Regions from separate parts of the Mus musculus genome. Here region 1 is linked to region 2. A link is a contact called in public Hi-C data. All regions are on one chromosome and are shown on one strand. Each heading gives the region's core, a stretch centred on a gene start, on an enhancer-like site or on the middle of the called end of the contact. The rest is flanking DNA. Distances are from core to core; before and after follow the strand shown. Region 1 overlaps Stx16 (syntaxin 16). Region 2 has its middle 64 kb from the start of Gm30017.

The links. Hi-C and Micro-C count contacts between places; a contact is called where the count stands out from the background.
Region 1: a contact with region 2 is called in a Hi-C map of the N1E-115 cell line, with 2.5 times the contacts expected there. The contact joins two enhancer-like sites. A contact is called at or near these places in 2 of 39 promoter capture datasets (neutrophils and second pharyngeal arch cranial neural crest), 1 of 484 Hi-C or Micro-C datasets (the N1E-115 cell line), 1 of 115 datasets of contacts at active chromatin or transcription factors (differentiating embryonic stem cells) and 1 of 9 other capture datasets (pancreatic islet).

What each region holds. Positions count from the first base shown.
Region 1 is chr2:174,098,654-174,104,030 of GRCm38.p6, forward strand. It overlaps Stx16 (syntaxin 16), which reads left to right. Exons shown (of 9, transcript NM_172675.4): 9 at 1-1,118. Among named protein-coding and RNA genes, the nearest start is that of Npepl1, 9.0 kb to the right of the region's middle. Within about 2 kb of position 3,983, at least 9 of the 459 cell types and tissues checked have an H3K27ac peak or open chromatin away from gene starts, as enhancers often do. A contact at or near this core is called in the N1E-115 cell line, where this site is marked.
Region 2 is chr2:173,936,068-173,941,339 of GRCm38.p6, forward strand. No RefSeq gene overlaps it. Among named protein-coding and RNA genes, the nearest start is that of Gm30017, 64 kb to the left of the region's middle. Within about 2 kb of position 2,489, at least 14 of the 459 cell types and tissues checked have an H3K27ac peak or open chromatin away from gene starts, as enhancers often do. A contact at or near this core is called in the N1E-115 cell line, where this site is marked.

The sequences.
Region 1 (5,377 bases), core at 2,733-5,232, 160 kb after region 2:
TGGGGAAGGGACTCTGCAGTCTCTCTCAACCTCTGAGGTTAGACAAGCTGTTCCTGGGTAGACTGGCCAAATTAGGGAAACTGCTTCAAGCAATCTATGGAGATCATGCTAAGTAATTGTGAAAGCCTTGAAAAAAAGTGACCTTTTAAGAAAGGATCACTATTTATTTATAATTTATTTCCCTGAATAGATTTTATTTTGGTGGGGGTGTTGGTTCCCCCCCCCCCCCAATCCATCCATCTGGTTAGAAACTGTCCCAAGGACCTATGGGGAGAGGGACTGTCCCCTTCTGCCTGGAGGCAGTGTGGTGCTGGTCTGGGCCCACGCCACCCTGGTGAGAGTCCGGAAGGGCTTGGATACTGGGCTTTGCCGAGCTCCAGAGCTCTGTGCACTCGCTCTCTGGGGCCCCACTGCCCTTTGCCGTTGAGCCTGTTCTGGGGGAAAGAGGAGAAGTTAGTACCCATGTCCTGCTAGGTCCCTCACGGTAATGGCTTTTGGAAGAGGACTCTTGTACCTGCTGACGGCCGCTGTCTGTGCGTCCATCCTTCCCTTCAGGCTGGCCATGGAGGCGACAATCACACAGACTCGTCTGTCCCTGTGCCTGGGAAGCCCGGCCTCTGGACGGACACCACCTCCCTCTGCTGCCCTGCTGGCTTTTGTAGAATTGGGGTGGAAGGGGAGAGGGAAAGAACTGTTGGTCCTTCGGGGCCCCTGATCTTTCCTAAGACTAGCATAAAATTTCTGTCTGTCATTCTGTTTGTTGGGGGTGGAGGGACATTGGGGTGCTGGCTGGGCCACTGTGTGAAGCAATGTGTGTCTAATTTAACGGATGTACCATTTTCTCTGCTAATTGAGAGAGCATTATTTATTTGTTTTGACACAAGTGCGTGCAGTGTTTCATCCCAGCTAATGGCTTCTTAAAGGTAATAAAACCCTTCAACCTAATTGGTCAGATAAGACTTTTTCCTTGTATGCTTAAATAAAGCAATTAGTGAAACGCTTCAATCCAAAATGACTTTTTTTTTGTCCTTTTTTTTTTTTTTTTTTTAAAAAAAAAGCTAATTTACTGTTACTGGAAACTTTTTGTACAATAAAGCAATCTCACAGATTGAAGAGCATCCAGCATTCCTAGTATTAATTTTAACAATGGGGGTCATATTTTCTTCAAATGTGTTTGTGTTAGCAGAGGGCCTGACCATGTCTGGGATCTTTGGGGCCGTTGCTATTTATTTTGTGCCTGAGGCCTCTGCCTCAGAGTCTGAAAGTCGATTTGTCTATCTAATGGAGGCCTGCAAAGGGACCAATCAATTTGCTATCCAATATACAAAGAGAGAAACCACATAAAAGACAGATAATTATTTTTCGTTATGGAAACGTGCTTTACTCGAGCACTAGCGCCTGTTTGGTAATCTTCAGATCATGTCCAAAGTGGTTTGCAGTGTGCAGGCTCCGGGACCTGCCACTGGGAGGGAAATGTCGTCCTCCGGTGTGGTGTGACAGAGTCTAGGGACAGTATTTGCTAGGAGGCCAGAGCAGAGTACCGATGTTTATATACATGCATACCTGGGAGAGAGGAGAGGTGATGGGGAATTGATGCAGGACCCAAGCGTGGGTGGCTGTCATAGCAGATGGGTCATCAGTCGTGAGAGCTCTCCAAAGAGCTTGCTGAACCACTGACTAGTCTCTTGCTTCCTGTACTCTGTTGTCCTTATACAATGTATGATTCCCTTCCTTCTCATCAGTCAGTCACTTTCAGAGAACAACCCATTTTCCTAAGGCTTGAATGTTGAGTCCAGTGGTAACCACCTATATCCTGATGTGGCTTAAGGTGGGAAGGCCTGTGAATAGGGGAGGAGGGTGGGTCATTTTAGACAGGTCTATGTAGCTCAGGTTGCCCTTGAACTTGCGACCCCACCTTTACCTTCCAACTGCTGAGATTGTAGGCAGACAGGTGCTACCTTGCAGGGCAGTGGGTGGCTAAACAGTGGAGTCATCTTTGCAGTGGAGCCTTTGGTGACCTGAGTCTCTAATGGTCACACAGGAGTGTAGACTCACAGTTGGGCATTGTCATTAAGCAGAGTGCTTTGAGAATTGGGTACTGGGTCAGAGTTGGTGACCAGCTGAGGTATTTGATTCTCATTCTCATCCTGAGAATCAGACAATAGGCTGAGTGTGAGACTCTGCTAATTGTGAACGTGATCTATGCAGTTAGAGCCACCTTCCTCCTCTGCCCTGTGAGGTCATAACTACCTACCCGAACATGCATGTGAACGACAGCAGAGCAGAGCAGGCCGACTATGCGCCAGGGCACTTGATCATCGGGGTCCCTTCTATGTCAGCCATATGGGGACCATGTGAAGACACCTTTTCATGGTGGCCTGGGGTCAGGCAGGTAAAGGAAGGCCAGCAGCATCCGGGACTAGTTACATGGTAGGATTTTATCTCTTCTAAGGAAGCAGCTCTGATCCATCTGATGAGTGTTTGGGGGCTTAGTTATGCTCAGTGCCTCTAAGTAAGGGTCTCAGTTGTGTTTTCCTGTGTTTATTGGCCCTTTGAAACCTCTGAGTTTTCTTTGAATTCTCTTGACCACCCACACAGCACCTTTAACCTTGTGTCTGATGTTTCTGTTTAGTTGTTTTGAAACTGAAGGAAAGCAGCCCCTTGCAAGTTGATGACTGTCAGAACAAGCTAATGGGGGCACCGGTGGACATGTAGACAGCTCATGTAGAAGTGTTTCCTATCGGGCTCAGAATCACCATCCTCAGACAGACTAAACCCATCTATGCTAGGTTTTCTTACTACATCAAGGGACATTCCACAGAGCCAAATGGCAGAGACTTGTGCACAATTATCTGGTCAATTGAGGCAAAAGAAAATAATCATTTGTCCAATCGTGCAAATGAGCTCCCTGGACTATCCTGAATGCTGAGATAATTGTGTGGTCCTCCATTTTCATTCCATAATCTGGCAAAAATGGGCTATTTAAACAAGGCTCCATTTGACAATGCACATTCCAATCAGGCTTCGTTAAAACAGACCTCTGGGGTTTGCATTTTCTGTTTGTCAACTATAATTCTATAATTGCTTTAGGCTAATCATCCAAATTCCACCATTAGTAATCACTATCTCTCATTTACAGATGTGATAGAGGCCAAGGGCCCTGGTTTATGTCATTTGGTCTCATTTTCCCAGGAAGTGCTGAGGGAACCAAATGCCTGTTCTCTGGCTTGGCATTCTGACCCAGGGTATCACAGTAGAGCTTTGTTTTATTCACTGTGGGGAGGAAAAGCCCCTCCCACACTGAGCCGCCCCTTCTCCAGATGGGGAAACCGAGACCCGTGCCCAGGTGTAGCACAGGATCGAAGACCTCATCTCTAGACCAGCACTTCTCTCTGCTTATTCCATTTTAATTGTTCATTTCTTTCCATAAAATTAAATGACCTTCTTCAAGAAAGATTTAATGGTCAAGATGTGATTTGGTAAAAAGCTTCCTCAAGGGTGTTTTTTCTTATTACAAAGATGAGACCAGGCTGCAGCTCCGAGAGATTTGCAGACAGTGGTGAACCATTACCCCAGTTCAGTTTTTTGTGTAATTGGTGTGAAGAGATTGCTGCTGATGAATCAGCCTGCCGCTGAACAGAAAAATAATGAGTGTGTGGTGACGCGACCGGGTGTGCGCACATGTGAGCTCCAAGTTGTTTACCAAAGGTATATGCGTGCATAAAATGCTCGCCGAGATGGATAATGTCATTTTAAAGTTGTAAATAATAAAAAATAGTCTCGGGCAGACCTGATTTTACAATTGCCTGAGAGTGCGGCACTTCATTTCAACACTATGCGATGGCTAGAAATTGATTTTTTTTTTAAATCCAATTAAGCCTCAAGGTTGGTCATCCATTTAAAAGGTCGGGTGAGTTAAACAGTGACAGGGCCTTCGGTTCATGCTAATAATTAGATTTACACAGAACTCCAGCCCTCGTGTCTGCGTTATGGAGACATATGTTTTCTGTTTGCACAACTCTGAGCTGTCCAAGCCCCCAAGTCCTGGTGCAGACAAACCAGCCAAGCAGGGACCCAGGCTTTCTGAGACCCCAGCAGCACTGACTGACCCCACTATGCCTTCTGCTGGGATTCCCAGTCCACCTGGAGAGTATGGGTGCCAGCATCCAGCTGCCCTCTTTTCTGTAGCCCTGAGAGCCCTCCGGATGGCAAGTAGCCTCTCATGCGAAGACGCTGTACCATCTGGGTTCATGGGCTGCTGACTTTAAGGTAACAAATAAATCCTGGTTTAAAAACAGCACTGTACAGCTCGATGCTGAGCGTACCTGGCACAGGGAGAGGAAGGCTTCAAAATACCTTTCTAGGCTTCTCACGAGTAATGTCTTAAGGGTTACTATGTTATGAAGATGTTGGGGAAATCATGAGTCTGAGGAAGACGTTTCATTCTCTGCTTGGCTTAGGGTGTCATTCTCATTTTATAAATGGCTGAGACCTGGCATTTCACCCTGCACTGTAATATAAGTAAGGCATTTCAGTATGCTCCATCCATAACGAAACCAGCCTGAAATAAGAGACCTTCCAGAACTTTCCATCCATAACCATGAACCAGCCTGAAATAAGGGCCCTTCCAGAACTTTCCATTTACAACTATGAACCACTTTGAAATAAGGGCCCTTCCAGTATGTTGCATCCATAACTATAAACCAGCCTTGAATAAAGACCCTTCTAGAATGTTCCATCTATAACTATGAACCAGCCTGAAATAAAGACCCAGAATTTTCCATCCATAACTTTGAGTGAGCCTGGAAGAAAAAAAAAAAAAAAGATTCAGTGAGAAGAAAATATTGAATTTGCTTCTCGTTGCTCACCACTCCAGACAACAAAAGCCTAAGAATTTTAGATTAGCTTTTTGCCTCCCCCACCCTCCCCTCACACCACTCAGTTGCCCAAATCCTCAACAACAGATTTATGATTCTTTTTGAAAGGTCTGCGTTGGATAGCACAGATAGACGTGCAGTAAACACAAGGGTGTTTGTGAGGTGAATGTGACGTGGGCTGGAGTGAGTCATCTCAATACACTGGAGAGATCTGCTTCTAACAGGATCCTGCCAGCGAAGGTTTTTCCTCAGGAAAAGATTTGATCAGAATAAACATCCACCTCCATTTTGCTTTTCTGTAAGTCTACATGTTCACAGGTTGGGTTTGCTTAAGGGAATGTGGGACTGAACTAGCTGTTGCTCTCTTCCTTCCTGCATCCTCCCCAGTCCCAAGGCTCCAGGTCTTCAATATGCCCTCGAAAACTTTCATAACTACAAAAATAATTGTGCTGGTGTTCAGAGGTAAATAGGAATTTACTTCCCGAGACGTGAGGGTTATT
Region 2 (5,272 bases), core at 1,239-3,738:
CTGCAGTGACAGAGCCCAGGGCCACTTGAAAAACATCTCCCATCCTGGCGCCTCCCAGGATGGTCAGGCGATTACAATGCTAATGAGAGGGTCACATGGAGCGAGGCTTCATCCCTTTCATCCCAAGCTGTCATTAATGTCTTCTGATGTGATTTTATTTGAAAGAGGAGTCGAAAGGCCTTCCCAGACAGAGTCAAGTCTCCTTAAAAGAAAAATGTACAGGAAATCTATGTGATACAACTGAAGGTTGCTGGGTAGCAATTATGGAGGGGGTCTCTATGGAGATGGCTCAGGAAGGGCTATTAACAGAAATCACTTTCTTTTACAATCTTTCAAGTTGCAACTGGGATTCGATCAGAAATACACCCAGTCCCAACATGTACCTAAACTTCAATTCTCTGTCACTAGGGAGAACCGTCACTGTTTATATGACCCAAGTCAATTTCCCCCGTGGGTGTTTGTTTTTTCCAGAGTTTGCCAAGTTGCTCGGCTGTCCTTGAGTTGTAAGGCAGACTGAGTCCTGATATTCTCTGAGACAGGGTCTCTCCACTCAGTGCTACTTCCTGGTGCTTGAGACTTGGTCATGCAATATGGCAGGGCCTCCTGGACACCGGCGGGTACCCAGCAGACCTGCTGGCCTCCAGCCTCAGATGCAAGGAGCAGTCTCCTGCCGCAGCAGCAGCAGCACGACATACAGTGAGTGGGAAGGTAAAATGAGATGCAGGGGTCTTCCGGAGAGGTCGTATTGCTGGTGGAGGACCGTGGGTGCAATTTTGTCTTCATTTGCATGTGTCATCATGGCCCCCTCCCAGGTATCCCTTGGAGTGCCCTTCAAAAAACAACAGAGGGCACAGCCTGTGAGTGTGCTAGTGTCGTTGCCAGCCTGTGCCCTATGATGTGAGCAGGCAAGCAGGCAGGCAGACGTGGACTTGAGCAGTTCAGCTCATTGTGGGGTATGGGGTAAGACACATGAGAACACTGACCTTGCAGCATGATGAGACTGCTAGAGACTTGGTATTGACTCCTTTGGACTCAGTAGGCTTTATAATCTGTGCTCACTGGAATTCCAAACCATGTCAAGTATTGGAGGCCCCCTGTGTTATTTGTATGAGAAACAGGGTCCCACATGGAACCCCCCCCCCCTTTTTTTAAAGACAGGTTGTCAAATAGCCCAGGTTGGCCTCTAAATCACTGTGTGGAGAAGACGACCTTGAACTTCTGATCCTCCTGTCTCCACCTTCTGAGGTTATAGATGTGGGCTACCAGGCCTGCTTCATGCACTGCTGGGGTCTTACGATGCTAGGAAAGCACTAAGCTACACCCTCGAGTCCGGAAGGGCATCTGGAGGATGCCTACTTAAGCTTGTCCCATGCCCCTCCTTAGCTTGTGGGATCCCCTAACACATCAAACAAATTAAAACGAGGCCGCACTTTAAGGAAAATTTGTTTTCAGTAAAGATATTTAAGAGAACTTTAATGATTTCTCTTTTTAAATGATCTGGCTGTGGGTAATTTATGATAGTCTCAATTACCTGTGATTTACCCCACAACCAATAGGCATCTTCAGATTCCCCGTGCCTGTTTTCTCAAATGTAATGAAACTTTATGATTCCTCTATCAGGAAGGAAGGCTGCGTGCCAAGGAGACGGCTCTGCTGCTCTTGGCAGGCGTTTAATGAAGCATGTGTTAATTTTGATTTTGCAGCTTTCTTGTCGAATAGCAGAGCCGATCACTTCACTTCACGTTGAACACAATTGCATGGACGCCAGAAAAACACACGCCCGAGACCCTGAAGGGGAGCCTTTCTTTACCACCAGGTCCTGGGGGGTGGGGGTGGGGGCATTCCAGAAGCTGCAGGGCCATCTCAGTGCTGCAGGGAGGGCTGGCTGTCAGTTGGAACAGCATCTAGTTTCCTCTTTCTTAGTTTTTATAGCGGTAAAAATTAAGTCTCAACATCTGGAGCCCCACATGTGTGATGTGCAAACACCCAGCTCCAGTGCGCACGGCCTTCATTCCTTATTTCTTGATTAATTTATTGGGCATCGCCACTTTGCTTCTCTGTTACAGCAAAGAAGCTTAATTGCTTGGAGGAGAAAGGGTGGGGGTCAGGGGGGGGAACAATGAGAAATTAAGCATAATTGGGTGACATTTCCTGACAGATTCTAACACAGGGCCCCAAATGAGAGTCCCACTCCCTTATGCCTAGCACAGGTCTCTTTTCTTCACAACCTGAGGCCACTGGCCTCCCAGACTTGTATGGTAATATCTGGAGACATAAAAGGGAAGAGGCAATTAAAGATGGACACGTGCAGCTTCAGGGCTGACGTTATCGATGGCTTTGTGATCAATAGCGCTATTTTTATTTGGATTGCTGGGTGAGAATGAGCCATGGCCACAAAATTTAGAGAGCCCTACAGAGGCTCTGTAAACGTGCCGTAACTCGGTGTCAGGCCGGAATCACGGCTGATTTAAAGGCTGGGGGCGTCGGAGCGAGGAGGGGTTTCCATCACTGTATGCCCAGGAGAGGAGCTGCATCTGCCGGCTTCCAGGCCCCAGGTGGAGCAGAGCTGCTGTTTATAACAGAATTTGGCCGTGGGTGAATTTTAATCTTGGGAGCCACTGATTGCTTTAGGGCTGAGCTGGGAGAGTCGGGCCTAGCTGGCCTTTGTTCCCAGAGCACTACCAAGGACTGCAACAGCCCCTGCACCCTGGGTTTTGCTACTTCTGTTGTTTCCTGTTATTTATCTTGAGTGGATACAATGTATTTTGGTCATGTTCACCCCTTGCCCTGTCTTATCCATTCCCTGTGCTCTCTGTACACTTCCGGTTTCTTCGCAACGCCCCCAACCCCACTTCCGTGTCTACTTTTCTCCCCTTTCTGTGTCCTGCTGAGTTGAATCAGGATGTCTGCATGAGCGTAGCAAAGGGGATTACTGGGGTATGGACAATTTACCAGTCGCTATCTTGCTGAAGAAAAATGGCCTCTCCTCCACCAGCAGCCATCAGTTGCCCCATAGTTCCTTGACTAGGAGTGCTCCACACGTGTCCCCCCTCCAACACTAATGTCCTAATGTTCTCGTGGGAGAGGTCTGAAAGGGAAGACACAATAGCTAGGAGCTCTGGATAGCTGTCCTCTCTAGGGAAGCCGCCTTCTATTAATGTCATATTTCCTGGGCGCTAATGACAGAAAGAGGCACAGTGTATGTGAGCTAGACCCCCCCCCCCCTCCAGCTTCTACACTCTGCTCTTGACTCTGGCTTTTGCGTTAGCTCTGGTCAGCCAATACATTCATTGCTTCCTATACACCGAAAGTAAAGTCTATATGGAGAGGAACTGCCAGCGTATAAACACCAGGTCCCAGACTTATGGTTAATAAATAATACATAACTGGAAGACTGATATCTACTTAACCAACGTTTCATATAGACTGCCTTGTGGGATACTATTTCAGATACACTGGGTTTCATTAAATATATGAGTAAAATTACTTTTCTGTTTTTACTTTATGGTTTTTGCCTTTGCTATTTTAAAAAGGTGTTAAAAATTTAAAATACAATATGTGTAGGGTTTTTTTTTTTTCATTTTTGTTATAAGGCACAGGTCTACAGGAATAAAGGAGGAACAGGGATGTAAGACAAAGTGTTTCAGGTCAACCAGCATGCTAGTGGCAGGTCCTTTTGGGCGCTAACAACATGACCACCCAAAATGGGCATCTCTGTGTGGATCCTGTCTCGTATTGGTGCTATATCAGCAGACTCTGGCCGAATTCTTAATCCAGCTCTGTGTCCCTGTCTTAGTCACCAAAGGCTTGTATGGCTTTCCCAGGGGATGATATTCTTGGTTTGGTACTCTGGCACACTGTGGTTGATATGGGAGAGGCACGGCAGCCTCCTTCCTAATGCTTATTTAATTATATTTAATTAGGAATCTTGTCATCTTTTTGCCTGCAATTGGTCTCCCGAGACCATCTGCTGCAAAGAGTTTTGAAAAATCTAAACTTTATTTCTTGCCATCGATCTGTGTCGCTAATGGGTTTGAGGAGAAATGATGTCATCTGTCCTTTGAGCTTGGAGCAGCGGGCCAGAAGAGAAGCTGTGTAAAGGTGGCTGAGCCTGCAAGACTGCTCTTTGGAGAGCTGGGTGGTTCACCTCCTTGTTCAGGGGCTTGACCAGAGTGCAACTGGGGTCAAGGGACCCTAAAACCCGCCTTGGCCCAGTGTGAAGTCATTGATCAGCACTGAATACATAGGATTCTGAGTTGGCTGAGGGGCTGTGTGTGTAGTCTGGAGGGTGGCCAGTGGATTTAATACTGGATCTTCTCCTCCTGGGTTGCTGAGTTCTCATAGGGTTAGATGGAGGGCAGAGACCTTCCTCCACGGCCACTGATAGGGCCCCTTGTTGGAAGACTTGGACAAGCCTGACAACAAGAGAGCCATTACTTTTGCAGGATCAGCTCCCAGCTGAGCAGTTCCAGGAGCCCCCTGTCTGCTGCCCCCGCTCCAACCTTTGAGCATTTGATATGCACAGCTGGTTCATGGAAATAGACCACAGCCTGGGCATTTGAGGCCCTGACTGCCCTCCTGGCAGAGGAAAGCCTGCCCCAACCCACCAAGCATGTGTTTATTATTTGCAAAGCAAGTCTCATTATAGCCGCCATCTTCCCTCCCTGAGCTGCTGAGAGATTCCAACAGTGTCAGAGAGAGCCCTGCAAATACATTAGGTAAACAGGCGCACAGTGTTTAAATGCACACCATTACCATAATCGTTTTGAATTGCAGGCGTATATCTCCTCTTCTCAATTAGATGTGAGGTCTTCAGCGACAGGCACGGTGGCTGAACCCCTCTTGGTATTCCCTCCACAGCCAGGATGGCACTGAACATATGGACGCTGTTCAATAAATATTTACTGAATTTCACTTTGGTTCTAAATTACCCTAAAAAACACAAGCTGGAGCAGCCCGAAGTTCTCTCAAGGAGAAGACTGTAAAGAGATGGCTCAGCTGGGCTCTGTGGTGGTTGTGGGGAAATGGCTGTTGCCTGGACGAACAGGGGAATGAAGGAAGACCTCTTGGAGTTTACTTTACTCTTAGCCTCCTGGCTTTGACAGTAGTCATGAAGCCTGCCACTGTGACACACTGACTTCTCTCTGGTCCTCCGGGACATGCTTTCGGCGTCGTCTGGCTATGGCTTTGATTTCTATTAAGTAGTCAAACATAATAGAAAATTGTCAGCAGAAAGATGGCGCCTGGATTAATTAATCTCCCTTTAACGTTG